2 separate regions of the Hordeum vulgare genome follow, and region 2 is linked to region 1. The links are chromatin contacts, called in public Hi-C maps. All regions are on one chromosome and are shown on one strand. The core of a region is the stretch at or near the end of the contact, and the rest is flanking DNA. Distances in the headings are between cores, read along the strand shown. Region 1 holds the start of LOC123411776 (elongation factor 1-gamma 2-like). Region 2 holds the start of LOC123407315 (histone deacetylase 2).

Region 1 (6,944 bases), core at 3,658-6,157:
CTGGGACACTAGGGACCACAGTCTTTAGTGCACCAACAACAGATCCAGTGCCAATACCCAGCACCCATTCAGAAAATTCAGAAAGATCCACTCTTTCATCATCAGATAAACCAAAACATCGGAAAATTCAGAAAGATCCACTCTTTCATCATCACATAAACGAGAACATCAAAGACGCATGTTGCAATGAAGTTTCAACACCTTGACATGCTGCCGCAAGGGAGAAACAATCAAAGATGCATTAATGATATCATCTCTCGCGCCACCCTCTATAAGCGGTAAAGTCTGCGTGAAATCACCACAAAGTACAACAACTTTTCCACCAAAAGGAAGCAAAGCATTCTCTTTATTTTCAACAGAAAGAACATCTTTCAAAGTCCTATAAACGCTTCGAAACACCAACGATGTGTCATAGGAGCTTCATCCCAAAGAATCAAGCAAGCTTGTTGAAATAATTCAGCCGAATTAAAATTCCTCGAAATGATACACTCATGTGATAGATCCCTCTTGAGGGCGGGTCGAGCTTCTCGATCCCACCATCCCTCTTCCTTCCCCACGCTCCCAAGTGAAAAAAATTGCCTTTTGGGTCAGACGACGACGGCGTTTCAGCGGCCTTGTCCTCCTTGGAGGCGTCATTCTAGGGGTGGGTGGAGGTTGAGGTTGTCGTGGTTGGTGGTGGTAGTGGTGCATTGCTCTCTTGGTCGTCGACGGTGTGGGAGACGAGTTGGATGGTCTGTAATCCTTCAACGACTTCTGTCTGGTACCCTTGTGGGTCGTTGGCCGGTGTACGGCGTCCCCGTGTAGTGGCATGACATGGACGAGGTGGAGATTGTGGTCTATCTCCAACATCGGCTCCCTTGGGTCGATGGCAGAGCGGATATTCTCTCCATGCGGTTTAGCTTCTCCCATCTGCGTCCATTGACGTTTCCGGTTGGCATCTGCACTATTGTTCTAGCTGTGTTTGGGACTCCGACGGCTTGACCTGGCATTTGTTGTTGTGCTCCTTGTAGCTCTTGGTCTCAAGTGTAATTTGCGTGTATCTTTCAGTTTTGTGTCAAGTTTTAGCCTTTGTAATCAGCTCCTCATGTATCCTAATCGGTTGATGACTTCATTAATTTAAAGTTAAGCTTTATGTTTTTCTCTAAATAAAAAAAAGAATTTGCAAATTAATAAACCGGGTGGACGGATTTTCTACCTCCAAAAAAAAGGCCATCAATTTTTCTATGGTCTGCTCTGTTTACAATTCTTTCACTCTTTTCTCTTTACCACGTGATAGATCAATGAAGCAACAAAAAAGTGAAGATGAATATTTCCATTTCACAAGGAGTGTGCATCGTCTTACTAGATAAATCCCTAAGCCTTTTGGAGCTTCCAGTCTACATAAAGCTCTCCCGTACACTTCAAAATTGGGTGAGTGTTTTTTCCCAAAAATTTATACTCGAAGCACTCCATTCAGAATTCTTTTCTTACAAGTGCCGAACTCGTAAATTCCCATAATAGAAATGTACCCCTTCGTTTCAGGACCGAGGGAGTATTTTTTTTCTATAGAATATATTTGTCCTCCAGGAACATACTCCTTCCATTCTAAAATAAATGACTGGGTTTAGACGTTGATACGACTTCACCGAGCCTACTATAGCTGGATCGTTACCACAGGTGGAAGTTCGATACAGTACCCACGTGTAGGACTTACCAAAATGGATTTGTTCTACAGTAGCAAACTCTTGGCTAGACATTACTCTACATGATCTGAAGATTTGATGTAATGGCCCACAAATCAGTATATAATGCTACCCCGCTGAAAGAAAAACATTGTTTGCATGTCTTCAGTTGCTCAGAAATAGTTAGCGGCTACAAATAAGCAGCAATATCACGATTCACATAAGTAGATGGCTCCTCCCAGAATAAGGAGACAGCAGGACCAATATACCCAAAAACTCTTAGCATAGCACAAAATTAACCAGTTCACCAGGTCAAATATCCATTGAGTAACAAGCAAACTCTTCCAAAAAAAGACCAACTGTTTCGACACTGAATTTCAAGTCCTAGATAGGTTCTTTGCCACCACCATCACGATCCCAGGCAGTGCTCCGCTCACTTGAAGCACTTGGCGTCCAGCAAGGACTGCCCCTCGAACGGCTCAAGGTCCTCGATCATGGCCTCAACACGCTTCTTCTGGGCCTCATCGGAGAGGTCAACCTTGGTCCACTCATAGAGCTCCATGTCATAGACCTCGTTCATGACAAACTCAGGGATGTCCTGCCCACGGAAGAGCCACAGTCCCTTGACCTTGAAGGGCGCCTCAGAACCAATCACGAGCATCTTGCCAAAAGCATATTTGCGGCACAGATCCATCCGCTGCAGGAACCCGCCGACCTTGTTCAGGGTAACGTAGGACACAGTGTTCTCTTCCTGGTACTTGTAGTCACAGAACCACAGAGAGTAACCCTCTGGGTCATACATCTCCCAGAAACCTGAAACATAAACCATATGAGTTTTGGTACATGTTAAGATCAGGGTTAGAATGAACAAGAATGGTTTCTGCAAATGTTTCACAAGGAGATAATGCATATCCGCTACAAAAGATCCAACACATTCTAGTCTCCTTTGATAACAAGGATACGACAGATGTTCAATGTTAAGTAAACAAACAAGATAGAATGGACAATGAGATCCTCTCAAGAGGAAATTTGGAAGTATCAGCGTTTGATCATATTGCTATATTGTGAAATCAAGGCATCACTGACATTTAAACAAACATCAAGGGTAGAAAATGCAAGGCATCACTAACATGTAATTAGCATACTGGAATTCTATTAGGCAGAAATAATACCTTTAACAGCAACATCATGGAAGTTGCTCTTAGTGTTTGAGTATAGCCTCTTCCAGTCATCAAGTACCATCTTGCTCGGTGGCAGTAGATCAAGGGGATTCTTGGGCTTAGGCTTTGGTGCCTCTTCCTCTGGTGCCTCAACCACAGCTGGCTTTGGGGCCTCCTTGGGAGCCTCTTTCTTGGCCTCCTTTGGTTTAGCAGGAGCAGCCTTCTTCTGAACAGATGGTACAACCTCTGCCTGCTTGAAATCACCAATGACCTTCTTGAAGTTAGGCTGGTTAACCATGGTCCAGAAGTACCTCTCAACATGAGGGAACTCGGATGTGAAAGTCTTGGTCAAGATCCGGGCAAAACCATGGTAGAGGTTGCATGTCATGACAATATCAGCCAGAGTGACAGAATGTCCAACAAGGAATGTGTTTGACGCCAGGTGTGTGTTCAATGCTTCAAGTGCCCTCTTTAATCCAGCAATGCCGAATTCCTCAGACTGCAAAGGTAAATGTTAGAATCTTGCACCTTTCTAATGCTTGGACATAGAGAATTCTGATATCTAATCAGTACACTAACCTGGGCATTGAAAGGCGCATAACCAAGCCTTGGGTACAACCACCTTGCGATATTGGGATCAACCTCTGTGGCAGCGAAGTCCATCCATTGCTCAACACGTGCCTGCAAGAATTATCAACAAATAAGCACGGATGCTTGCTAAGCTACAAGTATAGGAGTACTTGTTATATAACTCACATATTCAATAAGAGAACCACCCCAAAGCAGGTTGTCACCCTTTGAGCGAGCAACTGAAGGAAGAAAATAAATCAGTGTTCAATTTAGGCACTGTGGAATCAGTAGCAAGGATTGATTCAAAAAAGGTAAAATAAGTACCATAGCGTGCAATAGCATTGCTCTCAAAAACAGCACCATCAGGAGTCTCAAGAACAGGGACCTGCAAATAATTATTAGTTCCTTGCACTCTGACTCACTGTATATTGAACTAATCTGTGAGTCTAAGCGATGTACCTTCCCAAGGGGATTCATCTTGATGAATTCAGGGGTTTTGTTTGATACACCCATCTCAAAGTTCTTGGGCAGCTCAACCTTGACCCCACAGTACTCTGCAGCAATAAGTGCCTTGAAGGCATTCTTGTTGCCGCTGCCCGAATGCAAAACCTAAATGGATAAAGCAGAAGACATATTCAGAACAATGGACAAACATAGGATATAAGGTCACTTGATCATACAAGCAAAAGCAGATCAAACTTATGTAGACCAGCAAGCTAAGCTAAATGAAAGAAGCAGAGATGCAGTAGTCCCTCGGGTAACAAAAAAAGTCACCTAAATCTATTCAGAAGCGGTCACATACAAATTACAGCGGCTCAAAAGCTCAAGAATTCGCAAATTTATGAACAACTGACATCCTGGAGACCTGTCAGACTAGCGCATGATCATACACAAATCTACGACCCTATGACCAAATATTAAAACGAGTAAACGGGCCATCGATCCAGCGCCAGCAACGAAATCGATAATTGGATCAGAATCCTAAAAATCACACATCCAGGACCCGCGAACCGCATCCCTCGGAGACGTTACACATGCATAAACATATCGACCCGCGTCAAGCATCAGAACCAGCCAACCGCGAATCAAGCGCGGCCCAAATCGGAGTGGCTCGACAGAACTCAAATCGGACCAACACCGACTCGCATGCAACCCTAAACGACACAACCATACAGAAGCAAACAACGAAATCTACGAGGCGGGATGAGAGACTCACGAGCGCCATGTCGGCAGGAGCTGCAGGCCTCGCCCGATTCCAAATCTCAGATCTGCACAGACGGGAAAGGAAACACCACGGGAAAACGGTGAGCTCGACCGGGAATCACCACGGGCAGGCGAGGAGGGAAGGGAGAGGGGTCGAGATGGGGGAGGGGGGAGTAGGGAGGAGGTTCGGGATCTTACCGCGCGTGTGGATCGAGACGAGATCGCGGCGGAAACCTCAACGGCCGAGGGTGAGGAAGGAGAGGGGTTTAGAAAGGGGACGGGGTCGCGGATTTATGGCGGCGCGGGGGGAGTGGGGAGGGGAGAGGGAGCTCCGGGGCTTTCTAGGGTTGCGGAACGGAGGGTCCCGATGGCGGGATGGGACGATTGGACGGACGGGATGGTTCGAGGAATGGGGGGCGATGGGCGGGCGGTTGTTTTCGTGTTGGCCCCCTGGGTTTTCTTGGAGCCTGTGTCGGGTCCCTGTAGGATCGGTCCGTGCGTGCGTGCCACGGAAACCGAACGGGCTGGCGAGGGTCACGCCGTCCGCGGAGAGTTTTGCGTGGGGGATACTCCGGCTTTTCACGGTTTTCCTTTTTTGGAGTAACACCGGCCTTCCACGTACGATGGCATATCCGTCCCTCGGATTCTATGGTTCTTCCTGTTGGAAAACTTTTTTTTTTAGAGCGAGATTCCTGTTGGAAAACTTGGCGTGTGACCGAAGCCCATTAAGAACCAAGTCACTGCATTTCTCTCCCTGATCTCTCCCTAATCTATATCTATACCTACCCGTCGAAAAACCCACCACGGTATTTTTATAAAAAAAAAACCTCTAATTTTTGTTATTCAACTCGCAGTTTAAAAACGTTTTGTTCATGAACGACACAAGGGCACTCGACCCAAGCGCACCTAATAATAATTAAAAACGAGCGTCGTTCTCCGCATGATCTCGCCTCGCTTGACCAGTTTCGGACAAGGACTCTGCAGGAGGCTCGAAGCATCACGGCCCGATCCATGACTATATAAATTAACACCGGTCAATATATCAAGCCTCGAAACTCCTCGCTACCGAAATCGCCTGTCGCTCCCCACGCAACTGCGCGTTCAGCCGCGCTCATCTTCCTCCCCATCGGCTATAGGTCAGGTAGTCCTGAAATCTTAAAAAAAAGATCATTGGTGCGACTCCACGCCACCGAGCTAGCCGGCGGAGAATCGAGATCTCCTCCGCTCCCTCGCCTGTGAGTCTCGTCGAAATCGAGCTCCTGGAGAGGCAGGAGCTTGCCTCGCTACCTTGGCTGCGTTGGTCGCCGATCGCCGACCGCCACACTTGCGCAGTTACCTCGAGTGCCTCCAAGCGACACAGATCTAAGGTAGGAAGGGACTTTGCGTGAAAAGAAAGAGATGGAGACTTAGAGAGACGATGCATGGACAAAATCGCTGGAAAGAGAATAACGGCAGACAACCAACCGTCGATAGCCTATCCATCTTAGCATCAAACCAAAACAAATATGGGTCCCACGAAGGGGCCTGCGGTGTGTAGCACAATTGACTACGTGATGTGCTCTAGATTTCCTATTATATTCTTTCTGATGCGTATACAATATACGGTTCATTTTGAGCTGAGATTTTTGCATGCACAAGTGAATTTTGTGCCTCCTAATGATTACGTATGTCTCATGAATTTGTGGCTACTGGCCTACTACTTGTTTGTCACATGATTAGTCATGTGAAGATGGATTTCTGGATACAAGTGATTAAGCTTGTGATTTTATGATCCTTATCTCCATTCTTTTCTTGATATCGCTTTTGCACCATCAATTTTTCTCATCTTCTCTTTTAATATGTTTTTTCTATCGTGCCTACTATTTTTCGTAGGTGCTGGGCAGAAAGGTTATGCGTGGGCGGATCCATCAAGATACTACTATACCTCGACCCAAGATCATCACGTGTGAGAGGTGGGTGTTTCGACCACACAAAGACATAAATGAGATTTAGTTGCACAGTTTAATGTTTAAATTTAAAGTTGTTTGTTCAAAATCCATACTAAAATGCGAAGAGTCTTGCCTATAAAATAATTGTATTTTGCGCATAAAAAACAAATATTGTTCTTTCCGTTGCAAAGCACGGGCATTTGTGCTATTAATAATGAAGCAAATTCGGTTTCTGGTCGTCGTCTTAAAAATTACCCCTAAAGTTTGCATAAATTACCCACCATGCCACCGGTAAGTAATAGAAAACGTTTCACAAAGCGAAAAATCTTGGACTGGGCCGGCCCATGTAAAAACCTCCTATATTACGCTCTGCACGCTCGGAGAATATCCAGCACACCGAATGGGCCGGCCCATGCACAGGC
Region 2 (7,659 bases), core at 4,419-6,918, 430 kb before region 1:
GCTCCTTTAGCCTGGCTGGCTACCTAGCTGTATCAAGTCTTTCTGTGAGAGATTGGTAATCGAATCCGCGATTACACGTGCGCTCGACTTCATGTAGCCTCCTGAGCAGGGGGTGGGGCACGTGTATGTCATTCACAGGAGAGGAACAAAAAACACAAAATGCAGGAGAAGCCGCTCACCTGATGTCATCATGACAAGTGGAATGTTCTGATCTTTTGCAAATTTGAACACCTTCTCATCTCTAATCACCACACCTTCAGGGCTTATCTAGAATTTGGGGAGAAAGCATGCAGCAGCAATATAACGGTATAACACTGATTAGTGTAGGGAACAGAAGCAAAACAAAGGCAATAATATGCTGTTTATAAGTATTTATTGTTTATTATACTTCTGTGCCCAATGATTTTCCAGTTTGCTGTTGTGGCATTATGGGCAGAAAAATCTAGCTTAGGAAGAGAACTATTGAACTATACAAAAGTCATGTTGCAATTAGGCGTTCATGATTAAGTTCTGTAATCTTTAGGTTAATACCACTAGAAATATTGAGCAAGTTGCAGCTACATTCTCCACAGGGAGTTACTTATGGACCCGATCTTTGTCAAAATATTGAGTTGATTGATCAGAGAAGTACCTTCAAGTTACCCAATGGATCACCATCCAGGATGTCTGTCCCAGCATTATAAATAATAAGCTGGGGCTGGAATCTAGTTTGGGCGACCTGCAAACAACATGCCCCAAAAGGAACTCTAAATAGTGTTTGGTAAAACTAATTATATTTAAATTGTGAACAACAAGAATGAATGGTTACAAGGGAAGTGCCAACTGCTTTGAACTCATTATATATTATTTTCCCATTTCAAACGTCCATTTCAGTTGAACATGTGCAAATAACTTCATTCAATACCATGGATGCTTTTACATCACATTCTAAAGTAGTATATTAAAATTCACCTCTATGTCCAGTTTACATAAGTTTCAGAACACAAATCATGTGATATACTTCCTCCGTTCCAAAATAATTGAAGTTCTAGGATTTTGCAAAGTCAAACTTTTTTAGTTTAACCATGTCTATAGAAAAATACGCAAAGATCTATGATATCAAATATATATAATATGAAAATTTATTTTTTCGAGAAAACGCAGAGATGTGCGTTTCTTTGTATTGAAAAGAGGGAAAGTCAGTCTCTGAGGAGACGATTACAGCAGGTTACAAGTAGTTCAACGGACATCCCAGGATGGGGGCAAGACTACCCTAAGCCCCTTGTCCCCGGCTCTAGCCCAATACCTCATCTCATCTTTGATCCTATCCGAGAGCTCGGAGAGCGACGGAGTGACATGATCAAATACACACGCATTCCTATGTTTCCAGATCATCCATGGAACTAGCAGCGTGGTGGACCTCAGCGCCTTGCGGAGCGATGGTGGTGTGGCATCTCTCGCCCTTATCCACCAATCCTGAATGGAGATATCCTGCTCCGGCGTGGGGGCTGGTAAGCGCAGCCAGGAAAGAGCCTCGTGCCAGGCTTGCCGCGCGAAGGGGCAGGCCAGTAGCAGGTGGCGGATGGTCTCTGGCTCTTGGTCGCAAAGCAGGCAGCGGGCGTGATGTGGGAGGCCGCGGCGAGCAAGTCTGTCCGCGGTCCAGCATCGGTCCAGGCTCACAAGCCAGTGGAAGAACTTGACCTTCGGCGGAGCCCATCCCTTCCAGATTAACTGCCAGGAATGGCAAGTGAGGGATCCGTGGAAGGTTGCCTGATAATAGGATCGCGCCGAGTATTCGCCATTAGGCGTCCATTTCCAGACAAGCTTGTCTGGCTCAGCGGACAAAGTAGTGTGCGCGACGCGCTGCCATGTCGTCAGGTATTGGCCAATCTCTTGCAGCCCCACTACGCCGCGGATGTCTCGAGCCCAGGCATTGCCGGCGAGGCCTTCCGCCACCGTCCGCGCCCTTCTCCTGTTCTTGGGGATGCATAGGTACAGCAGGGGTGCTAGCTCGCGAATCGACTGCCCATGCAGCCAGCGGTCTTCCCAGAACAGCGCCGTGTGGCCATCACCTAGCACCATGAAGGTGGAGGCGTAGAAGAGGCCGAGCTCCTCACGGGAGAACTGCAGGTCCAGGCCTTGCCAGGCTCTGTCGGCGTCCGTCCTTGATAACCAGAGCCACCGCAGTCGGAGCGCGAGCCTTGTGCGCTCTAGATCTCGGATGCCCAGCCCTCCAAGCGCGAGTGGCCGACTGACCGTGCGCTAGTTAACGTGACAGTGTCCTCCCTATGCAGCCGCGCGACCGGCCCAAAGGAAGCCGCGCTGGATCTTCTCTAGTTGCTTCAGGGTCTTCTTCGGGGGCGCAAGGGCAAGCATCTGGTGGATTGGAATCGCGCTGAGGACCGATTTGACCAATGCCAACCTCCCAGCTTTGTTCATGAGCCATGCTTTCCATGTCGGGAGGCGGCCGGCCACAGAATCGACAAGCGGCTGCATCCGAGCCACAGTGGGTCGTCGTGATGGGCAAGTTTGCCGCCTGACAGCCCAGCGCCTCCAGCAAGGCAGCACTATCCTCGTCGCCATGCAGGGTCGTGGCCGAGCTCTTGCCATAGTTGACCTGCAGGCCCGATGCGGTCTCGAATATGCCTAGGATGCCCTTCACAGCGAGCACCTCATCCATCTCAGCATGGCAAAACAGCATCACGTCGTCGGCGTATGATGAAACGGCCGGAACAATACGACGGGGGTGCAGCAGCCGAAGTATGCCAGTCTGGAGCGCCCGGTGCATGAGGCGGCCCAGCGCGTCGACAGCCAGAACAAATAGCTGTGGTGATGTGGAGTCCTAATGAAGTAAATTTGGTTTCGTACATGCTGATATTTTTTTAGGTAGGCTTGGTCAAACTTAGTGAAGTTTGACTTAGGAAAATCCTAGAACTTCGGGTTTTTTTTTTAACAAGGGAGTATCATATATGGCACCTGACATAACATTTTTCACCTATTTCTCCCTAAGAATTGCAGTACATAGGACAACTTTATGTAGAAATGCAAATATTAGTGAGCACCCTATCTATAAGTGCAAAGGTACCTTCAGAGCCTTGTCAAGCTGATCCAAGTAATCATCTGTTTCTGTCCCACTCTGAAAATGCACAATAATGCACTCAACTCATATTTGAATTAGATGAAGAAAAATATGATCAACAGCTAGCAAAATCCAACTTACAACTAACTCGATTTTCTGATCAATATATCGCTTAGCAGCATAATCCTAAAATAAAGTTACATCAGTTCACATAGAACATAAGAAATAATACTAGTACTAATTACTAAATAAAACGGAATGATAATACACAATGACTGAAGTTAGAGCTGGTGACAATGACAACAGACTAATCTTCGGACAGTGGGTGTTATAGATATCATAGCAACACTAAAAATTGATTTGAAGTACACAGCTGCGACTACTATTTTTTAGTTCTGGTAAATGCCTGTTTGCACCATCTGAACTGGATGGTATCTTCCAAAACATGATGTAGAATATGCATTTATGGGGTAGGGAAGAAAACTTATGCTCATTACCAGGACACGGACAAAAATTCTAGATAAATAACCTCTACACCATAAGAAATGCTAAACCACATATTGCATAAGGGTAGTCAGAGGATAACCAGCAGCAGCAAAAAAAGCTTGACGTTCCGCAGGTGTAACAAGAATTCTAGACTGTGGTTCTTACAAAGGGATAAATTCCAGCATTGTACATGTCCAAAATGTAAACCCTTCCTGCAAGTGAAAATTGGCATCACTGTGTCATCGAAGTGAAAACAAAATGCATAGAAGAACAAAATATAGGACATACCATCATTAGCAAAATCCTTCTCATAACCATTTCCTTGGTGAGCATCCAGATCTATGATCATTACTCTGCAAGTATTTAAAAAGGAATAGGTGCTTATGAAGCTAAAATAGTTAGTAAGCAATGTACACATTGTTTTTTTTAGCACAGTACAGACGCAAGCTCTCATATACAAGCACATACACTCACCCCTATGAACACACACACGCACACCCTACCCTTATGAGCACCTCCGAGATACATCCTTGCATTCATTGGCCACACATGTACTACGTAACTAGCCAAGCAGCATAGAGTGCTTGCTAAGATGTGAACAAGCATAGCAATCTCCCTGGGAATAAAGCAAGATTGGCATGACAGTTGACATAGGATGCTTAACAACACAGATATTTCACAGAATATATTTACAGCCGTCAGGCAAGCACATACGTTGTATAAGCCAAACAAATACTCCCTCCGTCCAGAATTACTTGTCGCAAGAATGGATGTATCTAGATGTATTTTAGTTCTAGATACATCCATTTCTATCCATTCTTGCGACAAGTAATTCAGGACGGAGGGAGTAGTTTGCAGAGACTAAAGGAACACTCCATAGTTTATACAGTTAGAGTCCAGCTAGTATAGGTTTCTCACCTTGAAATATTCAGACGAACGAACGCAAACTGAATGCAGAGCGAAATATCACCGTACGCGCAAAATCCACCCCCTTCCTCCGCCGAACAATGGTGAAACCCTCCACCAACATTAATGGCCCATCCTCTCTCAAGTGCAAGTTTAGCTGATAAAATGGACCCACCCACCTATGGAAAAAGGAACTAGCTTACAGAGACTCCCTGGCAGTGGCACCCAAATTATGCACCTGGTACTTTCAGTACAGGTGGGAGCACCTAATCACAAGAGATCACCTGTTTTCGGAAGGGGTACAGTAGCCTTTGCTGTAGGAGCCAATTAGGTATGAGCGTTAACGGAGGAACCTGAGATAAAACATCTGGTTTAGCAAACCGTGCCATTGTAATTTGCTATCAATCAGGCCATCAAAATTCAGCTTCCTCTGAGAACCTAGTACCTCTACAATGGCTGCGACCCTGAAGCTGCTCCTGAGGCTGTTGAGGTATGCCTCTGTGTGAACCTGGCCAAGCAGAGCCATGGAATGATGGAACAAACTTAAAGGGGATCAGACAAAAATCAAAAGAAGAAGAAGAAACAGTATGAACCAAGTGAAAACAGATTGTCTCCTTTCCTACCACCAGTAGATCTTCCTGGGAAGCCTCCAATGGCTCCACCACCCGGTTCTTCTCCAGGTGGCCTTCTTTGGTGAGGAACCTGCATATGCGGCCCCATTTGGAGGAATCAAACGGGTGCCTGCACAGCACATGATGCGCGTAAGCCGTGGTCCGGTGCACGTGTATGCAGCTAGGCAAGGAAATGATGGAGAGGCGGGACGGGAAGCAAAGCAGCTCACATCTTCTCGATTCCGAGGAAGGCGATGTCGTACGCCGTCGAGTAGACCACCGGAGCCTGCCAAGCCAAGCAATCGCCAACCACGGATTAGCGGGTGATCGGGGTGACCGGAGGAGCATCTCCCGGCCGGACGACTGACCTTGGAGCCCGGCACGTCGAAGTAGAGCTTGCTGGAGAGGATACGGTTGCGGCGGAGGGCGTCCGCCGGCGTGCCCCCCGGCACGGCGGCGGCAGAGGAGGAGGACATCCCGGCCACCGGCCTGGACGAGAGGGCTCGCGCGGGGATGGAGAGGAGAGGGATGCTCTCGAGGGCTCTGGGCTGGGAGTTTGCGTTGTGTTGCCGCTTACCTTACCTCCCGCGGGGGCGGGGCAGAGGTACCAATGGCGATGGGGACTTCGGGAGAATCAGAATCATTCGGTGGCGTGGCGGTGCTGTGCTTTTTGCGCGAGAGCTTTTCTGAACTTAGATATTTGCATTGCTAGCCCTCCTTCTCATACTGACTGCACGGAATCTCTGGAGTTTGGAGCACACGAATGCAATTTACGCGGAAGAACGGTGGCTGAATGTAAAATATCCACCGCCGCCGAGGGGAAACTCGCTTTCGCTCCTCTCCGCCGCCGCTTCCATGGCGATCTCGAGGCTCCGAAGCCGCGCCGTCCCCCTCATCCCGCTCCTGCTCCTCGTCGTCCTCGCGCCTTCAATCTACTCCGGTGCGGCCCCGCGACGCCTTCCACCTCTCGATTCCTTCCAGCGCGCACACACACTGCGCGGTTTGCCCTCCTGACGATCCAATCTGGTGCCCCTTCTTGCAGTTTCCAGGCTGCGCTTGAGCTGGGAGCCGGAGAGGGCCCTTGACATGCCGCCTTCTGCTCTGCTGAAGCGTCCCGATCGCCTCGTACTCGGCCCGGCCGCCGGCCAGGGCCGCCCCGACCGCCTCCAGTGCCAAGGTTTCTCCTCCTCTTAGTTTCGGTTTCTCACATTGTGACCTGTGATCCTCATATGTACTGTAAGCTCTAACTGCATTGCACCAGTTTGAAGCAGCTCCAAGGAGATTAGGATACAAAAATAATACTGTTATCAGTGCTTAAAGATTGTACATGCTGTTATCAAGGTCTAGAATGCTCTGTGTATGCTTACTAGTGCCAGTTAGGCTGCAGGACACCACGTACGATTGTTCATGCTTCTGTAGCGTGAACAGAATCAGCATCTGTTGTGTATCTACTGACTACATTTTACCATTTCCTTCAGGACTTAAAGCTGTGAATAAGATAGGTGCATCAAGTGAACCTGGGGAACATGTTTCTTTTGTTACAGTATTCACAACATACAGTTCTGACCCAGCTGGGGCTGGCAAACGGTCATCCGATGCTCTAACTGTTGGAAAGCATTCTTATGGCAAGGAGGAGAGGTCCATGGCCATTCTTAACACTTTCATCAGCTTCATACAGGTGGATCTTCCTTTTCCTCTTGTTTGTGCTGGCAACTAACTTACTGACTATGAATATAATTCAATTTATTATCATGTTGGGAATAATTAATAATCAATGTCAGCTAAGAGAATACTGAGAGCAGTTCAATGGTAGTAGAGATAGAGAAGAAATTACAGTGAATACTGTAAAATAGAACACTGATACCACTGTGATTCCCCTCCTCCCTTTTTTATGTAGCATTTTTTGTAGCCTTCTGGCATATTAAATTGAATCCTCAAAAAGTAGAAGTAACACATGGTCTTCCTTCATAGTCGATTGCGTGGTTGTTTGTTTAACTTCTGATCTTATTTATAGAACTCTGTAGGTGTCAATGCCAAGAAGCGATGTGATAATATTGACTGATCCTAAATCAAAATTGTCAATAAATCAAGGGAGGGCGTCAATCCTGCCCATTGAGGGAAATTATTCTCGAGGCAACCTGATGCTTCAGAGGATCAAGTCCTACATTGTAAGTTTGTATGCTTCATGCAAACATGTTCCTGCATATGCTTTTTTGGAAGTACTGTTTGCGGATCTAGAAATATTACTGCATGCAACCATCTATGTGCGTTGTTTTCTTCAGAAGACTGATATGTTTGTCTTTCTGGTCCATATGTAGGCCTTTCTAGAGCTAAAACTTGAGGAGGTTCACTGTGTGAATTGTGTTCGTCATTTTGTTTTCACTGATTCTGATATGGCAGTGGTTGAGGATCTTGGACATATCTTCACGAGCTATCCTCATTGGCACCTTGCTCTTACGTTTCGTAATAACAAAGGCCAGCCCTTGAACTCTGGATTTGTAGCTGTCAGAGGGACCAGAGATGGCATCTCTAAGTAAGTGAACATCTATGAAGCAGATCTTGGTATGAAAACTTGGCATTGCATTAAATAATTCCTTC

What was found. Hi-C and Micro-C count contacts between places; a contact is called where the count stands out from the background.
Region 2: a contact with region 1 is called in a Hi-C map of seedling, with 5 times the contacts expected there. The contact joins the promoter of LOC123407315 here to the promoter of LOC123411776 in region 1. A contact is called at or near these places in 2 of 6 Hi-C or Micro-C datasets (leaf and seedling) and 1 of 1 datasets of contacts at active chromatin or transcription factors (embryo).

What each region holds. Positions count from the first base shown.
Region 1 is chr7H:504,685,117-504,692,060 of MorexV3_pseudomolecules_assembly, reverse strand. LOC123411776 (elongation factor 1-gamma 2-like) reads right to left here and starts at 4,907. Exons shown (of 8, transcript XM_045104741.1): 1 at 4,793-4,907; 2 at 4,608-4,659; 3 at 3,851-4,000; 4 at 3,716-3,776; 5 at 3,578-3,630; 6 at 3,401-3,502; 7 at 2,834-3,320; 8 at 1,928-2,474. The coding sequence starts at 4,616. The coding sequence ends at 2,095.
Region 2 is chr7H:505,110,745-505,118,403 of MorexV3_pseudomolecules_assembly, reverse strand. LOC123407315 (histone deacetylase 2) reads right to left here and starts at 5,668. Exons shown (of 12, transcript XM_045100423.1): 1 at 5,430-5,668; 2 at 5,292-5,347; 3 at 5,074-5,191; 4 at 4,896-4,958; 5 at 4,735-4,803; 6 at 4,463-4,629; 7 at 3,833-3,897; 8 at 3,710-3,756; 9 at 3,065-3,115; 10 at 632-718; 11 at 180-267; 12 at 1-101. The coding sequence starts at 5,537. The coding sequence ends at 7. It overlaps LOC123407314, which reads left to right and starts at 5,797. Exons shown (of 8, transcript XR_006612583.1): 1 at 5,797-6,001; 2 at 6,104-6,238; 3 at 6,540-6,739; 4 at 7,086-7,229; 5 at 7,380-7,594.